Regions from separate parts of the Mus musculus genome. Here region 2 is linked to region 1. A link is a contact called in public Hi-C data. All regions are on one chromosome and are shown on one strand. The core of a region is the stretch at or near the end of the contact, and the rest is flanking DNA. Distances in the headings are between cores, read along the strand shown.

Region 1 (4,348 bases), core at 618-3,117:
ACTTACTTTACATGAGTACACTGTAGCTCTCTTCAGACACACCAGAAAAGGGCATCAGGTCCCATTACAGATGGTTGTGAGACACCATAAGGTTGTTGGAAATTGAACTCAGGACCTCTGGAAGAGCAGTCAGTGCTCTTAACCACTGAGCCATCTCTCCAGTCCCACAATTGTATTTATTCTCAGAATTCTTGAAGCCGAGTAGATTATAGACGTAAAACAAGTTGTTTCAACAATACTTACTGGATCCCATGAAATGTACAGGAGTAAAATGTGATGCCCTTGGCTTAAGTTGAAAATAATGTAGGTCCAAGTGCATTTAAAGATAAGGAGATGGCTCAGTAAAATGCTTACCAAGTTCAGCTCCCAATACCTATGCAAAATCCAGGCATGACTACGGTGCCTGTTTTTCCTAGCGCTGAAGAGATGGGGCTTCATGGCCAGACAGCCTAGCCTAGAGCACCGAACTTCAAGTGCAGTGAGAAACCCTGTCTCAAAAAACAAGGTGGAGAGCCATGGCAGAAGACACCCCATAATAATCCAGGGCCTCCATCAGCACACATGCATGCGAACACACTTGAATCTCACGGCTTCCCAACGGTCTTAGTTTGGGTTTTATTGCGGTTAAGAGACATATGATCAAGGCAGCCCTTACAAAGGCAAATATTTAACTGGGGCTGGCTTATGGTTTTAGAGGTTCAGCCCATTATCATCACTGTGGAAGCATGGCAGCATCCAGGTAGACATGGTGCTGGGGGAGCCGGGAGTTCTACATCTCTATCTGATCAGCAGGCAGCCCTGGATTCTTTTGTAGGCAGCCAGGAGTAGGGTCTCTTCTGCACTGAGTGGAGCATGAAGGCTAGGAGACCTCAAAGCCCACCTACACAGTGATGTACTTCCACCAGCCAGGCCACACCTCCTCATAGTGCCACTTCCCATGGGCCAAGCATATTCAAACCACCACACCCACTCGGTACTGTGCAGCATAGTGCTTGACTGCCATTACCCACTACTGACTGGCCTCCACACTGCCGATGCCTGCCATTACGAAAGAGCATTGAATGTTGTGTTGTGAAAAACACAAAGGTTCAAAAAAAGTGTGGTTTCTGTTGAATCCGTTTATTACTTTCAAATCAACTTAAAGACCAAAGATCCAGGCTTCCTAAATGGTACCTTCTTTCTCCTGTATGCTCGGGTTCTCCTACATGCTTGGCACCCTTGACATGGTGTTTGCTGAGCAACGACAAGCTCAGCAAATGCTTAATGGATGGGCGATAGATGTACTGAAACAAGCCTGCTTTTCCTGAAGTCATGAAATTATCCCCCAAACAGGGAAGTTTGAGTTCTGTGAGTCATTTAAACTCTCCGCTAAGGCCAAGATTTGGGGGAGGGGGGGCTGGAGAAGCAGCTTAGCCTGAAGAGCACCTTTTGATCCCTCAGAAAGCCCCGTGGTTTCTGTTTCCAGCACCCACATGGTGGGTCACAAACCATGACTCCAGTTCCAGGGGATCCAGTGCCCTCTTCTGTCCTCTGGGACACCAGGCATAGAAGTGCTGTATAGAGACAAAATACTCATACACATAGAAGTTTTAATTATTATTAAGAAATCTAGGAAGAAAAGAGCAGATAGTATCCCTAGTTTTCCAAGTGTTTAAAAAAAAAAAAAAAAAAACACCATGAGTTAATGTTTTCCCTATGCGTGAAATTAGTGACGCTCCTTGCCCAGAAATAAGTATCAATTTGGCAACTGGTGAAATGTTTGCATATTTTCCTCGGAACGAACTGACTTCATAAAAAGGGAAGGAGCCGGAGTTTCTGGTTTCTGGGGCCCTGGAAGCTAAGAGCTGAACGTATAAACAGTGAGTAACACATTAGTCATAGTCCGCAGCTGCTCCCTGGCAGGACAAGAAATAACAGGCTCAAAATACTGCGGAGAACCAGGCTTGACAAAAAAAAAAAAAAAAAAAAAAAAAAAAAAAAAAAAGGCATTTCTCTCAAAGAGTGAGTCTCAGTCAGATGGCCCGGGAAAGCGCGTGTCTGGAGGGATTGTGGGATTGTTTTCTGTGTCATTCGTATAGATAATCCACGAACCTGTTTTGATGAGTTTTTAGTTGTCTTCTTTCATAAAAGCTGACGGGATAGAATGATTTTCGGTCTTGATTTTTTTTTTTTTTTTTTTCTAGAAACTTGACTCATTTCACACATGTCCCCTAGAGGGCAGCAGTGGCCCAAAACACAGGCCAGGATCTAACCCTTTGGCGCCAGTCTGTCCACTGCTTAGGTCCTGCAACTGCTTCCTTCAAGTTGTCAGTGGTGTGATCATTTCTATCCCGTTGTGTCTATCTAGAAAACCCACTAAACCTGAGAAAACAAAATAAGAGTTCATTTCACAACGTTTGGGATGGAATTATATGAGGTTTACATTTTGTCTTTCTATATATGACCTGTACACACATAGCCTAGGCCGGTGCTTCTCAACCTGTGGGTCTCCCACCCTCTCACTGAGGTTGCCTAGGACCATCAGAAACCCCAGATATTTATGGTACATTCCACAGCAGCAACAAAATTACAGTTACAAAGTAGCAATGAAAATAATTTCATGGTTGGAGGTCACCACAAAATGAGGCACTGTATTGAAGGGTCACGCAGCATTCGAAGGCTGAGAGCCACTGGTTCAGGTGACCCTGTGCCTGTGGGCGTGTAGAGAATATAGATGCTTGAAAGCAAGAAGTCAAAGCTTCTGCCCTTTATGGAGAAATCAAAACTATTCCAGGCATTGCCAAGTCTCTATCCATGCTTGTTCTCACTCTGAGGTTACTACGTATGGAAGAATTGGTTTGATGGTAGATTTAGTAAGGAATAGGACAAAGAAATAAGGGTAGGTGGCTTAGTCTAGAAAGGGTAGCAGACTGACTTGATATACGGAGGATGGCTATTCGATTTGGAGATTGTAAGTGGCAACGTTAATTTTAAAATGTTCCTTTTACGATGTAAAGCATGGCAATCTGGGGAGACACAGCTCCGAACAGCATCCAATTCTGGTAGTGCACAGGGCTTCCTGTTGTGGTGGTGGCAAACCAGCACAGGGTGCATCCCAGAAAGATGAAGGCGAGAACCTGAGTGTACAATTTTCAGATGCTGAGGTCTTAACACTGTTCTTTAAATATTTCGTTTCTGCTCAGAGACATTTTTATTCAAAGGACACAACTTTTACAAGGTGGCAGGTTTTTTGTTTGTTTGTTTGTTGTTTGTTTGTTTGTTTGTTTGCAAGGGTACCTCAAGAGCTTCCCATGATCCTTGTGAATTTATCTTCCGGGATCTCTCTGGCTGTGTTTAAGTTGTTTGCTGAACGGACTTTATTCTTTTTCCTGCTGTGAAATTAAGGGCAAGAAGGAAACCACACATATGCTACAAAAGGGTTGCGTGATGTCAGATCTGAACTGGTCTTGACAGATGTGGGCTGAGAAGGGTGGGTTTGTACACAAAATTCAGGGCAGTGAAAACCATCTCTCCACACATCCCTGAGTGGATTTGAGGATGTTCCTATCATAGCTTTTCCTCAAATCCAGTGCTGTGTCCTGTCTCCACAAGATAGATTGTCTGTGCATCTTGTGGCTGGAGATTACATGTCTGACAAGTGACGTGGGAACATTCAGATACTGCATACCAAGTTGCAATCCATGTCACAGTCAGAACTTTATGTATATGCTAGGAAATGTTCGCAGCTGCAACACCCTGGCTGGTAAGTGTTTGTGGTGGCCTAGTGCTATGTTGAGAATGATACCGCCCAGCCCCTTGGAACAGGTGCCTCTTTTAGTGGCTCTAACTCTGAGGAGTCAAAGAAACGGAATCCCAGTGTGGACAGTGTGATATTTGTGATATTTACGGGAAGGGGACAAACTGTAACAAGTGGAGCTGTGGATTATTGTTTACCCTTGTTTTTGGTGTTGTTTCATTCTATTTTGCTTTGACACAAGGTCTTAGTCTATAGCCCAGAGTAGTCTGGAAATTCCTATGGACTTGAGCTCCGGGCAGTCTCCCTTACCACAGAGCTGGAGTCTAGATATGAATCATCACCCCAGAAACCATAAAAGAGATCATACTTACCCCAAATTGGCCAAACGAGAAGCCTTTAAATACTTCTAGAAGGAACACTTCTTTAAATAAAAACAAAATTATAACCGAAAAAGGCCCAGATCTATTATTTAAGATCTATTTTATAATTGGTGTGTGCACGTCCTCAGAGGCCAGTAGAGGGAATTGACTCTGAGAGGCTGGAGTTAAAGATGACTAGGGGCTGACAGATATGGGTGCTTGGGTCCCCCAAAAGAGCAACCAGTGCTCTTAA
Region 2 (4,227 bases), core at 1,346-3,845, 830 kb before region 1:
TCAGCAACAGGTAACTTATTAAACCAGAGTGACCAAAGACCAGAAAAATATGTCAGGGGTAGAGCAGAGGAACAGGGATGGGGGTGGGGGGAATCTGTGGGAAGAGGGAGTGAGGCAGGAAAGCTGGTATTTGTGATACTACCAAGATACATACTAGGAAAAAAATACAGGGAGGGATAGCACAGTTTAGATAAAGAATATTAATATAATTATCTGAGAAACATATCAGTTTTCAATCTACTAGTTTAGTTTTGTTTTTTAAATAAAAAAGTTTTAAATTGTTTATCTGTGCATGCATGTGCATGAACACCCCCCCACACACATATATGCACATGCACACGCATGTGCGCGAGTGAGCACATGGACACACACACACAAAGTCAGGTACCCATAGGGGCCAGAGGTAGCAGGTCCGCCTGGAGCTGGAGTTACAGCTGATTGTAAGAGGCCTGATGTAAATGAACTGCAGTTCTTTTAACTTAATTGCTGAGCTGTCTCTCTGGAAGCCATTTTTTTTTTTTTTTCTTTTTGAATACATTCAAAGGGTCATGGGCTTCCACAACAATGGACAGACCGGGGAGGAAGGTAATTTGTACATTCTACATGTCCAGCAAGGTTGGGCCGGCCCATCATGAATCTGGCCAGACTCTCTTTCCAACTTCACAGAGCCCCATTGGCTAGACAAGTCAGCCATGATCTCCGGAGTGTCACACACTCCAAAATTCTGAGGACACATTTCAAAATCCTGCCCCATTAAATAGTTATTTTTATATATAAAAGAGATTTATTCAGCCGGGCGTGGTGGCGCACACCTTTAATCCCAGCACTCCGGAGGCAGAGGCAGGTGAATTTCTGACTTTGAGGCCAGCCTGGTTTACAGAGTGAGTTCCAGGACAGCCAGGGCTACACAGAGAAACCCTGTCTCGAAAAACCAAAAAAAAAAAAAAAAAAAAAGAGAGAGAGAGAGAGAGAGAGAGAGAGATTTCATTTTTAGTGCTGTGTGTGTGTAGCTGTGTGTGTGGAGGTGAGTGTGTGGAGGTGTGTGCATGTGTGAGGGCAGGTGCCTTTACATCCAGAAGAGGGCATCAGGTGTGCAGGAGCTGGAATTACACGCGGTTGTGAGCCTTCTGATGTAGGTGCTGAGAACCAAATTTGGATGCCTTGTAAGGAGGAGCACCCACTCTGAACTGTGGGTCTTTCCAGTCTCTTAAAATTCTTCGGGGTGGGGGTGGGAGGAGTGTGGGGGGTTGGCGTGAGGTCATGGCTTACAACTCTTTTTAAAAGATGTAAGTTTCACGACTCCCTGTACACCAAAGAACAACTTCATTTCATATTCCTTCTGGAGTGTCTTGACTGTAGCCATTAGCAATCCATCCTCCGTTTTCCTAGCCCGTATTTTCTTACAGCCTCGCCGAGAGACGCCGAGTTTTTGACCCAGTGTGAGAAAATATTAAGATGGTTCTGAGATTTCATCACCCGACGAAAATAAGGAATCCCCAAACTGCAGGGTCATGGATGGACTTTGGGGCTCGGGTTTCCAGAGGGGTCAGATTTCCCCTGGCTCCTCAAGTCTAGTGGAGAGAGGCTGGGTCTGAAGCAGTATCGGTTTTTCTGGCACCAGAACCACGGCTGAACACTAATGCGTTTAACAGTTGGACTTATTTTTAATCTACTGTATTAGGGAGCGCAAATTTAATCAAGAACAAAATGTTACCGACGGTGTTTTTGTTTCTGCGCATGCATACATTCCCAGTGCTGTCTCCGGTTCTCTTGAGCTACAAGCTCTCTGACTTATTTCATAACATTAGATTTTTTTTTTTTTAAGTGCCAATGTTTGTGGAGGGTGAAGAAGGAGAGAAATAAGGAGCTGGAGACGCCCCCCCCCCATCATTAAAGAAATAATTGCAGTACAGATTTTTTAACAATTGCTCTCCCTGCAGTGAATGTTGTTATGGACGGAGCTAATAAATGTCTTCAACCATTACTGCTGGGATACACTTTTGGCTTATTTTTCTGCCATTGGGAGGCATGGCTGGGTTGAGACATTCGGTTTTTTTTTTTTTAGCTCCCCCCCCCACCCCCCCCCCCCCCCCCGCCAACACCACCCCCCCTTAATCAAAGAAAGAGATCTTATCTCCCTAGCCAGCCTAGCTTACCCCCTCCCTCTGCCCTCCTCCCTGGATGCCTAGTTTACTGAAACCTGACTTGCAGGTCAGGGAACTGGTAACAGATTAATTTTACTCAAAGAGGAACACTAAGTATTTTGGCTGGGACACATGAGAATCCTGTTATAATATTACCATTTTCCCCTTTCTAAATTAAATATTAGGAAAAATTAAGCCAAGTAGTGGCCCACGCTACAGTGGAAAGTATTTCTCTCACAAACACGGGGAGATAAATGCTTGTGTGAGTGAAGGCACAATAAATACACATTATGTTAAAAAACCTAAGATTATGCAGGTTTTAGAGTTATAGCTAAAAGTGGTTTAGTGTTTCATGCCTAATAATAGATTACGCCTATCATATTTCCAACCTTCATTTCTCCTCCCTTTGAAGTCCAGCCATATAAAGGTTGTTTGTTGAACCACACTAAAGTTAAAGCAAACATTACTTAGGGTGATTCATACTGGCAAGAATTTGCAATGAAGGCAGTGGTGTGTGTGTGTGTGTGTGTGTGTGTGTGTGTGTGTGTGTGTGGTGTGCCTGAGTCAAAGGAAATGAAATGTTTGTAATATTTTTTTTCGGTTGATAAATTTATTAAAACATTCTAGAAGCTTCTAAGGGAAGCAGGGCTGACATACATAGACTCTCTGCAAACAGATTACACCCGGGGCCCCGTGGGGGAGGCAGACCTTAAAAGAGGGAAAAATTCTCTGGATTTCAGAAATTGCCACCAGGTCACAGCAATACTTAATTAACTGAATCCATTAACAGAAGGCTGTAACCTAGTTGTTAAGAAGAAGGAAAAAACAAAAGACAAAAAAAACCACACACACACACACACAAAAACAAAACAAAACAAAACAAAACAAAACAAAAAACCAAGAAAACAAAAAACAAAAAGAAAGAAAGAAAAGGAAGAGCAAAGTTAGGGAGTAGCTAGATTCATTTACTCCTCTGTTCTGTGCTTAGGATTAGCCTTTCAGAATGAGCAACCTGATTTTTTTTTTTTTAAAGGATCCATTTACCTTCCAGGCCTTTTCATAGCAAAACATTTTGTAGGGTTGCAAAAGAGATTAATTTGTTGCCAGTTGCTCCATACTGGCAGGGTTTCTGAATAAAGAATGTAAGCAATCTATCTTTGTTTGTAAGATATAATTAATCTGGCAGTTAAAATTCTTTGGAAACATTCTGATGACTTATGTGGAAAAGTGGAGCAAAGATTTCAAAGAAAAACTCAGAACTGTGTGCAGGGGAAGATAAAAGATATATGAAGTGTTTGTTCTAAGCGATACTATTCATTTACAGATCATAACGTAGCCCCACCCTGGCAATTATTCTGGAAAACAAGACAAATCTTTGTCTAGAGCCTTCTGACGGCGGTCTTGATTTGACAAACAAAATAAGCACATTACTGTTGTACTCTAATAGACTGCAAGCTGTTTTATTAGAGTCAGCTGAATCCTGTTTTGCATAAAAAAGAACACTGTTTGCTATGGAGAACACATTTATGTTAATAGGACTTTGACAAAGTAAAATAAAATCGCATTAAGATGCTGCAAAGAGATAAGACAATGAAATCTCCGGGAGAGAGAGAGAGTTTTGGCACACACTAATTACAGTCACGTCCCTGCAGGAAAAGAATATATTTTTACACCAACTATCCATGTGTTTGAAAATGCAGAGAGCTTAAAGCATAATTCCTGGTCTCGGCATTTCCTGGATGCGTCAGGCCCCGTGTGTCACTAAGGTGGTGACTGTTTTAAAGGAGTCTATCTGATAAATCCCACTTTCATTTTCAGCAGCAAAGGCAGGTTTCTTTCTGAATGTGAGCGAGCCTGCCATCATCCTGCTTAGTTTGAAGGGACTTTCCAATATAGGGCCGCTGAAAACAAGGTTTTAGATTACATGGTAATTTAGGAATGCATGAAAAGTGAAGCAGTTACCATAATAGGGTTCTGGGTAAACTTCATGGTTTTTAGAGCAAAACATAACAACATATGTTTTGTGATTTGTCTCAATGATTATATACATATATATATATATGTATATATATATATATATGTA

What was found. A called contact is a pair of places that touch in the nucleus more often than the background predicts.
Region 2: a contact with region 1 is called in a Hi-C map of uterus, with 4 times the contacts expected there. The contact joins two enhancer-like sites. A contact is called at or near these places in 1 of 15 datasets of contacts at CTCF or cohesin (the NIH/3T3 cell line), 4 of 484 Hi-C or Micro-C datasets (myocytes, nephron progenitors and uterus) and 1 of 115 datasets of contacts at active chromatin or transcription factors (the NIH/3T3 cell line).

Annotation. Positions count from the first base shown.
Region 1 is chr10:69,184,199-69,188,546 of GRCm38.p6, forward strand. It overlaps a transcript of Rhobtb1 not described here. Among named protein-coding and RNA genes, the nearest start is that of A930033H14Rik, 27 kb to the right of the region's middle. Within about 2 kb of position 1,868, at least 194 of the 459 cell types and tissues checked have an H3K27ac peak or open chromatin away from gene starts, as enhancers often do. A contact at or near this core is called in the NIH/3T3 cell line, myocytes, nephron progenitors and 1 more, where this site is marked.
Region 2 is chr10:68,352,331-68,356,557 of GRCm38.p6, forward strand. No RefSeq gene overlaps it. Among named protein-coding and RNA genes, the nearest start is that of Gm32748, 14 kb to the left of the region's middle. Within about 2 kb of position 2,596, at least 118 of the 459 cell types and tissues checked have an H3K27ac peak or open chromatin away from gene starts, as enhancers often do. A contact at or near this core is called in the NIH/3T3 cell line, myocytes, nephron progenitors and 1 more, where this site is marked.